Regions from separate parts of the Mus musculus genome. Here region 1 is linked to region 2. A link is a contact called in public ChIA-PET data. All regions are on one chromosome and are shown on one strand. Each heading gives the region's core, a stretch centred on a gene start, on an enhancer-like site or on the middle of the called end of the contact. The rest is flanking DNA. Distances are from core to core; before and after follow the strand shown. Region 1 has its middle 90 kb from the start of Gm33236. Region 2 has its middle 53 kb from the start of Gm16086.

Region 1 (4,991 bases), core at 1,742-4,241, 510 kb before region 2:
GTTTGCCCTCCTATCTGTATCGTGGCCTTCTGGGCTCTCACTAGAACAACCCAGTGAACTCCCACTCAAGGCTTTCCAAATTTCTTCCACTGACTGATTTTAAATATTTCTGGACCACGTGTTCCAACTGTCATCTGACGGACACCAATCTCCTCAACGGCTGCAGTATCACTCCTCGGGGTGAATTAGCTACTTGCCATCAAACCCAAGCATCTCAGAAAGATGATGTACAGGAGGGGAGATTTATTTTGGCTCATCATTTCAGGGTTTTTTGTCTGTCAGACAGAGCTCATGGGAAGGGCAGCTCCCATCAGAGTTGACAGAAAATCAAAGAGAGAATGCCCACATTCAATGGTTTCATTCTCTCTCCTTCAATGGGATGGAGCCACCAATATGCAGTTGGGGCTATACCTCTTACTTAATCCTCTCTGGAAATGTCACCTGGTCCACTAGACACTTGCCTCCATTTAATCAAGGTGACATCACAGCATTTAGAGGAACCCACTGGCATTGTTAGGAAGATCCAACGAAAGGGAAGGAACGGGGTTAAGGATATAGATCCTGTGAAGGGGTGGCAAGCAGTTTACACCAGATCTGAGGATCAGGAGCGCATCCTTAATTACAAATAGAAACCTTAGCTTGCAGGGACTTAGTACAGGATACACAGGAACTTATTCTTTAAGGACAAGCAGAAACCTTAACCTGCACAGAACAAGCAGGGACTTCTTGATTACCACGAGGGAACTTAACTCGAGTGGACCTAACAGAACAAACTAGGAATTATTCTTAGCTGCCTTAACTGCAAACAGAGTCTGTACCCTGTGAGGTAGATTGCTCCTATTTTGATCTCACTGTTCCTCCTTGAGATTAGTTCTTTTTACCGTGCAGATGTTTGTCTGTCAGGCTTTGCATGTCCCCACAGAGTCATGCATTTGAATGCTTGGTCACTAGCTGGTGGTACTGTTCAGGAAGGTGCAGAGAAGGAAGTGAGTCACAGAGAGCTGTGCCTAGAGGGTTCCTGTCGTCCTCTTTTTCCTTCCTGACCATAATGTGGCCAGCTGACTCACGCTCCTGCCTACCATCGCAGACTGTCCCCTCAAACTGTATGGCCTAATAAGCCTGCCCTTCCTCACTTTGCTTTCAAGGTATTTTGTTACAGCCTTGAGAAAGGTTATTGATACTGCGTCCTGTGGAGATGATGAAAGGCTGAGGGGCTGGCAAAACTTAGGGCCTTGATGCTTTTCAGGGGAACTTGTCTTGCAGCTGAAAACGTATATGGAATAACAATTACAGAAGAAGAGGGAGGACATGGGGGTGCTGCCAGAGGGGGCTTGAAGGGCGAGATTTCAAATTCTCACAATTCTCAAAAACATATACTCCCACCAACATACAGATTTATTCAGCGTGTTGGTGTATCAAACATACAAAATAAATCAATGGCATTTGTGTGGTTTCGAAAAAGGTCTTCATCTTAGGTCAAATTCTTGATTGGTGCACACAGTTGACTGATCTGAAGGTGTGAGGTGACCAACAATTAAACTCGTTCTTTGCCACACTCCCTACAATGATCCCTGTGGTGAATCCTTGCATCCAATCCCTGGCTTTGACTCATTTAATCATTCAATAACTTGTTTCTTCAATGGCACGTTCATTGTATGTGGGTCCCCTGCCCCCAGTTGCCCATTGCACTCTGTCGTTCTCAGGGTGCAGAGGAGCCTGGGACCGGGGTCTGGGTGTCACTGGGTACAGCAGGAATAAATGACCTGGGAGACTATGATGGAGGACAGCTCCATTACTGAAATCGTGGAGCTAGTTTATAGAGCTCAAGTCCAGGGAGTGGTGTTGGGGATGAGGGTGGGGGTGGTGTTGGGGATGAGGGTGGGGGTGGTGTTGGGGATGAGGGTGGGGGTGGGGTTGGGGAAGGGAGGGATGGGAAGAAAAAGGACAAGGGAGGAAATGCACCTAATTTGCATATCCCCACCTGACTGAAGACAGGCAAATGTTAATGACATACCAATTCATATATCAAAGCTTGCAGGAGGAGGCAGGGACTTTCCAACAGTATCAGATTAACAGACTGCTGGTCACATGATTTCTGAGAAGCCAGTTCTCTGGCTGGAAAACCAGAAGCCTAACTGGCTCTACCATGAGGTGCCTTTTGCCCCTATAAGTTGAGTAGGCCCAAGCCTGATTTGGGTAGGGAGTGGCCCCCCTCCTGCTGTTCTCTCTGATACTTTGTCAGAGGTATGGGTGGTGTTCTACCATCCTTCACCTGACATAGAATCCCACAATTCTCTATCTGCTATGCTTATCAAGACTCTATGATGGCAGATTGTGTTAAATATATGGAAATAGAAATGTATAGAGGTTAAAAATACAAATGAAATAGAGGCTCAAGAGATGGCTCAGTGGTCATTGGCTAATCTTACAGAGGACTGACTGGGGTTTGATTCCCAGCACCTACATGGTGCCGTATGACTGTCTATGACTCCAGCTCTTCCTTTGGCCTCTGTAGACATCATCCAGGCACATGATACATGTATGTACATGCAAGCAAAACACTCAAACGTATAAAATTAAGTAAAATAAAACAAGTAAATCTTTGAAAACATCTAAAGCTAAACACAACTTCTCAGTGATGTTCTCTGTTTGTTCGGACCAAGTCAGCCTGTTTTTCAAATATGTGGGAAGATTCTCCGTAGAAACTTCTGGAAACCATTAAAGGGGTTTTTGTCTGCAGTGTTTGGTGTCTTGTCTTCCTTTTGATTGTTCAGATGCACCTTAGTTGGGTTCTCAGCCTCTTCGATGGTCTCTGTGCGTCATGACATGTGTATTTCCAGAAGAGAAAATGGTCTTGCTCAAGCACTGTGCATTTTGTCTGGGAATCCCAAGACAAAATGGGAAGGGAAAAAATCTTGAGTCTCCAGCACCTTGTGATGCAAGGCGGGGCATGAAGCATAAACAGGAAGTGACAAATTTGTCAGAGGCTTTCTCTCACCAGCACTGACATTTCCTTTTACACTCTGGAGCCTTCATTAAGACTCAGTACAGTGCCTCTCTATAGAAGATGTCACTGTCAAACCCAGTTAGAGATATGGAGGCCTCAGGTGAGAGAGTAGAGGGAAGAGGTAATGTAGGGATGGACAAGGCTGTACCCATCCAGGGGATGCACATACACAAGCGCTGGGGGTGTGGGGTGTGGGCATCATGGTTAACAGACTTTGATCATACAAGTGACAAAGTAAAAGGTAGCGTGTATTACTCAGGGTCGTCTTCTTCTTTCTTTCTTTCTTTCTTTCTTTCTTTCTTTCTTTCTTTCTTTCTTTCTTTCTTTCTTTCTTCCTCTCTCTCTCTCTCTCTCTCTCTCTCTCTCTCTCTCTCTCTCTCTTTTTCTTTCTTTCTTTTTTTGAGACAGGGTTTCTCTGTGTGGTCCTGGCTGTCCTGGAACTCACTCTGTAGACCAGGCTGGCCTTAAACTCAGAAATCTGCCTGCCTCTGACTCTGCTTCCCAAGTGTTGGGATTAAAGACGTGTGCCACCACTGCCCGGCTACTCAGGGTCTTCTAGAGGTACAGAGCCATAAAATGAATATGTGTTAAAAGATGGGGTATTCAACTGGTTTATACTATGGGGTTGGCATAGTCAAGTATCTGTCTCATACTGTAATGAACCTGGTAGCTTCTCCATCCATAGAGTTGCCACCAAAGACCTGAAGGATCCCTGGAAGGCCGGCCTTTTATTCCTGTAGAAAGCCCAGAAGAGGCTGGTTCTTCAGCCAAGGCAACAGCAGCAACAGGGTAGAGAAATTGGCTAGTGAGATTGAAGGTCAGGAGAGTCCTTTCATCTGGGCAGCAATCAGAGGGTGAATCTTCCCATGTCAGGTAAGGCCATCATAACTGTCCCCAAAGATAGGCCCACAGACCAACCTGAGGTAGATCATTCTTCACTGAGTGGACAGTCCCACCTAACATCACGGTAGTAGGATGATCTCTACTTGTTCTGCCTAAAGTGGAATGCAAGCTAACTGGATGCTGTGTGCTACACAGAGTTCACTAGGGAGAGCGGGGGCGGGAGGTGGAAACTGAATGGGGAGAAAGCAGAGGAAGAAAGAGCTCCAATCACCCCGGTCATCAGAGTGGAAGGTTGCCGCAGTGTAGGCATATAGCTTCAGCGTGCTTTACATTGTTCGTATATATAGCAGATCTGCAGGCCAAGGTACAAGGCAGTCAGCGGGAAGCCAAAACAACCAGGGCCCAGCAAGTCTGCAAGGCTTCCTGGGGGCCTGGATATCTTGTAGATGCTGGGAGACCAGTGCGTGTTATATTAAAATGTCATTAGAAGCAGCTTCCCGATGCCAGGTGCATAGTAGGTTCTCAACTCGTGTCCAACAAACAAGCCTATTCGAGGGAAGTCATCTCTGAATTTTTCTGCTTAGATTGTTTATTAACACAAAGAACAGAGCCCCAGTCAAGGCCAACAATGTGTCTGTTATGTGCCCATGTCTGCTTTAGCCCATTCAAACAATAATTATCAGGATGGCTAACAACGGATGATTTATTATAAATATCAGCTCTGCTGCTTGTTAATTCAGAAGCAAAACATTCGCCCATTTCCATCCCAAAGGGAGGAGTCTAGTTAGTGTGTTCCCTATATTATAACTACAAAATTAAATTAAATGAACTGAGCGAATTGCATAAATAAAGTAATTTAATTCATGGGATGAAGAATAATACTGAATACATCTATAGTTGGGTAAATAAGCCAATTAAATATTTCCTCTTTAGACAGAACAAGCCAATAGTGCCGCCACAACAAAAGGAAATAAAAGAATAAAGGAGAAAGATTTTACATTAATTAAGTGTGGCCCATGTGGGCCCCAGGCCCACCCTGGCTCCTGGCTTTTTTGCCATCTTGAGAGATCCTGGCATTAGCTGTAGGTATGTTTATTTCTTGTCTCAAAGGTATTTTCTTTAAATAATAGATTGAAAGACA
Region 2 (4,767 bases), core at 988-3,487:
CTATCTAAAATTATTTAAAATTATTACTAAAACTACTTGAAGGGAAGCCCTACACCTCCCCCCAAAAGGCATGAAAGTAGAAGGGGAGTAGACGGAAGGAATGAGCTCAGCAGATGTGGGAGAACATAAACAGTAGCACACTGTAGACATGTGTGAAATTGTCACAAAGGAAAAACTAGGAAGAACTTGACAAACAAGGAATTCTCCCGTATCTTCAGCCAGTCTTTACCAAGTCCCAAGCCCAATATGGAAGGAAGGTCAGAACACGCTTCAAAGGCATTCCTTTGCTTTGCATTGTTTTTTTCTTTAGGTGCCAATTCCAAATAGACACTCCATTCCCAAGCAACCTAGGGTACCTCCTTGGGTGCCATGCAGTCATGGGGAATATGAGCACTAGCAGTTATGAACGGTTGTACTAATAATGATCTCTCAGATCTTAGACTGCTTTGCAAGCCGCTGTTGGGTGCATGACCTGTGATCTAGAAGTATGTGCTTCTGCCCTTGCATCCCAGACCTGGACAGCAAGGATCAGGAGGGGCGTAAGGGTCAGCCGTGGTCAAGGACGACGGGTGAGATAACTGGACCCATGCTTCCTTCTTTCATATGCATGATCACTGTGCCCTTGAAACTCTACAGGTGGAGGCTCTGAGTGATGTGCATCTCCTTAACCTACCTTAGAAAGCTCTGGATAACCTAAATCTAGCCATTCTAGCACCATGAACTAATCTATCCTTCTTGAGAGAAAACTTGCCTGGTAGTGATTTGTAATGAATTCAGTGTCATTTTCTCTTACAAAAAACAATATTTTAAAATATAGTCCTTAAAGTTTTCATATACATACACAACATATCTTCTAGATTTTTTTTTCAAAGAATCTCTTATTTTCACTTTATGTGTATGTTGAAGTGCCTGCCTGTACATCTGTGCACCGCATGCATGCGGTGCCCTTTGAGACCCGAAGAGAATGTCAAATCCCCTGGAACCAGACTTACAGGTAATTGCGAGCCTCCGTGTGGGTGCTGCAAAGTGAACCTGGGTCCTCTGTGAGAGCAGCCAGTGTTCCTAACCACTGAGCTAACTCTACAGCCTCTACAGAGTGTCTTGATTATATCCACTCTCCCCTGCACATCCCTGCAGGACACCCCAACATACCTCCTTCCTGACTGCATGTGTGTCTTCTAAATATCTTGTTTATTCATCATTTTTTTTCTTCTTTAAGTAAACTATCTGTGGTAGAGGGCAGTGATGGACTTGGAACTTTCTGGTGCACACTTCTCCTTCCCACTCCGTATGCCAGCACTTGGAGCCATCTTTTTACACATATAGACCCTTTCTGTCCATTCTTTAAAGCGCCTCTCCAGCCCCTGGCACTTGACAGACCCTCGCCTGCTGTCCACTCTTATTTCAATTCATGTAAGATGCACAGACATGGATGGAAATGGCCATGGGTTATACAAAGAGCCCACTACGTGTGTCAAAAGGATCGCACCCTGCAAGAGGATATGTCAAAGTCAGGCAGACAACTCGGTGAGAAATGACCTTAAGAGACCTCAAACTTGCTAAGCTGGCTTCCCCAGCCAGAAGTAAATGTGGTTAACATTACAGCCATATTCAAGTCTCAGTTTCAAAAACAACACGCAGTCTTCCCCCAGCACTCCCCAAACTGGGCATCCTACAAATCTTTAGAGAAGATATAGCAGGCTTCTATTTCTTTTCGGCAGTGCAGAGTTGATTTATCTCTGGCTGAACACGCCTGTGGAATGAAGATGCTTCTTCTAATGCCTCCAGAGGCCCATCGGAAGTCTGTTGTATTGCTGTTTTAGCTGAATGTTTTACTGCCGTACGCGTATTAATACTTCCAGTGTGGCCTTTTTTAAATATCCCCTCCCCCAAGTCCCACAGGCATCGTTGTACTGAGCAACAGATACGTCTTATCAATGTGCTCCTCAAACTGGAAATTCAGAGGCCCTTAAATTGAAGCTATGGAGGAATGATCACACTTGATGGCATTTAGATCTGCAAGCAGGAAGTGATGGCTGAGGGCTGGAGGTTTCTCTCCTAGCAACCGCAGGAGGGACAGTCCTTGGCTTGTTTTTCACCTGTCTGCTTTCCGGTGCCTTGTCTTACAAATTAAATCCAATTTCTCTTGCATGAGCACTCACTGCGTGCAGCATGGAAACGTCTTTTCCTTTAAGCCCTAACCACCAGAGGAAAACAAAGAACTCAGATGCCCATGGCACTGTCAGGGAGGGAGAGCGCTTCGTGGTTCTCCCATGTGGCTTTGCGCACCTGCGGTTCTCACAGCAGTGGGAGATGGCCGAAAGTGAAACCCGTGCCCGAACGGGGTACTGCCAGACAGCAAAGCCTATTTTCTGGGACTGAGACCAAATTCAGAGCCTGTGGTGGGTGTGCTGGGGAAGATACACTGCCTGTTTTTAACTGGACCAATCCGTGATCTCCAATTCCCTGCATTGGTGACAACCTCACGACTCTGACAAGAAGGCTCGAAGGGATAAGGATGGATGGACTATTTTTGTATAGATCTCTTCCAAACGTTTTCTTCACTTTCTGAAGAATACTCTCCGAGCAGAGGTTCTCAACCTATGGGTTGCAACCATGTTGGCAAACCTCTCTCTCTAAAAATATTTACATTACGAATCATAACAGTAGCAAAATTACAGTTACAAACTAGCAATCAAATATTTTTATGGTTGGTGGGGGCACTACAACATGAGGGACTGTATTCTAGTTCAAACTGATCTGAAGCTCTTAATAGTCACCACAGGATGAGTCTTTTGCTCGGCTCTCCATAGTCTAAGGCACACAGTGTTCTCTTCATACTGACATTTTGTGACCTGTAACTGTTTTCTGTTTCCTTTCTCATTCTGTGGTCTTGTCTCCTGCTCAAACATTTTGATTCTTTCTTATATCTTATCTTTGTGGCCATCGATTTTCAGTTAGTTTGTGTTTTATTTAAGATGAACCCATTCATTGAGCTTTGAATTTCAATTACTTTATTTCCAAAACCATTCTCTGATTTCCCAATTAGCTAGAGCATGCTTTTGAAAATGAATTTCTCAGTTAGCATGCAAAATAATGGTTTTGTGGTGATTCTTTTAATGTATATACATATCATGGTTCTTTATTCACATATGAACACTCCCATTATCTTATCCTTCCCCCTTCTGACTGGTCAGGTCTACCCTCAAAATCTATACTCATGTTATATGTGTGCCTGTTCATATGTGTGCATATACAGACATAAACTAGCTAATACTGGTGAGGTTTAACACAACTTTATCACATTCTACACATGTATATATAGTATAACTTGGTATGGTGACACATGACTTTAATCCCAGAACTCAGGAGGAAAAGGAAGGAGAATCTCTGTGAGTTTGAATTCAGCCTGGTCTACACAGAGAGTTCCAGGACAGTTGAGTTATATAATGAGACCCTGTCTCAAAACAAAACAAAATATAAAAAGAAAGAACCAAACCAAACTAAACCAAAAATAACATCAGTTAAAACTCTGTGAAAACTTACTGTGTAAAAGCTACAAGCCACATATTAGCTTACTCTAGGATACTGACCCAACAATTTGGACAAGAACTATTTCATGGCTCATTATGCCTCCAGTTTTCCTGGGCTTCCAGAAAGTTCTGAAACCACCTAGAGACACAAATTAGTTAAATATGGATACCTCCTGTATCATTCATCTTTCCCCTTAGCCATAATATTCTAGTTTTTAAATAAAATATTCAGCACATTACTTTTCACTAAAACATTTAACAAATGAATAAATAATTAAGGAAATAAAAACCGAGTGTCATAGATTGCCTTCTGTAAAAGCTCTAAATTACCAGGTGATGTTTTCAGAGTAAGATCCTATCAGATCCAATGCTGTGTTAGCTACCTGTCTTCTTGCTGTAGCAAAAATACCAGACATGAGGCACTACAGGAAGGGTTGTCTAAGCTCCAGTGCATGAGTGTGCAGCTCATCACAGCAGGCAAGTCATGGCTGTAACAGTTTGCACTGCCACAGTGAAGCAGGCCTCCTCTCCCCTTGCATCCTTACAAGGACTGTAAGGCTCTGTGTTTCGAGGAAGAAAGACACCCCAGACTCATATAGTCTGCAAATGCAGAGCGTTTTATTATGCAGAATTCCAGTAGCTAGGGTCTCCCCATTACCAAGATAGAGAGACAACCAAGTGATCTTTCAGGCCTGATTTAAAGCACATTAGGGAATTCCGAGGTAGAGGACCTCTGTGTCAATCTGTTGGGTCCATCTCTATGGACATTCCCTTACCAGGGTGTTGGGGCTGGAAACTTGCTGGGGAGGTCTGGAAACTGTTGCTGAGGAAGTCTGGAAACTGCTGCTGACCTATTTTCCTTGCCTCAGGCCAGGTGACAGGAAAGCTTCTAAGGCCTGGAATTGCCCAGTTCTTGGAAACAGAGATTTGGGCCTAGTCTCTTAACTGCCCATTTGAAGCTTGTCATGGATTCAGCCTGGCCTTCTTAGGTTCTGTTGACTTGATTTCCTCATGATCGCCTTTGTGACTAGGGAGAGATTGAGTCTGACAACAGTTGGAAGTTGCATTTCCATGATGTCTCATGGCATTGAATACTTATGGAAGTGTTTATTGTGCTTTTGCCTTTCTTCTGCTGAGAATTCTCTGTTCAGATCGGCCATCTGCTTTCTTGATGCTCAGATTTTCCTGTTCTTTGTGTATTCTAGACACTGGTTCTCTGTCAGATGTATAGCTG

What was found. ChIA-PET counts read pairs in DNA pulled down with a chosen protein or histone mark.
Region 1: a contact with region 2 is called in an RNA polymerase II ChIA-PET map of memory CD8 T cells, with 7 read pairs. The contact joins two enhancer-like sites.

What each region holds. Positions count from the first base shown.
Region 1 is chr12:107,557,386-107,562,376 of GRCm38.p6, reverse strand. No RefSeq gene overlaps it. Among named protein-coding and RNA genes, the nearest start is that of Gm33236, 90 kb to the left of the region's middle. Within about 2 kb of position 2,991, at least 25 of the 459 cell types and tissues checked have an H3K27ac peak or open chromatin away from gene starts, as enhancers often do. A contact at or near this core is called in memory CD8 T cells, where this site is marked.
Region 2 is chr12:107,044,756-107,049,522 of GRCm38.p6, reverse strand. No RefSeq gene overlaps it. Among named protein-coding and RNA genes, the nearest start is that of Gm16086, 53 kb to the left of the region's middle. Within about 2 kb of position 2,237, at least 40 of the 459 cell types and tissues checked have an H3K27ac peak or open chromatin away from gene starts, as enhancers often do. A contact at or near this core is called in memory CD8 T cells, where this site is marked.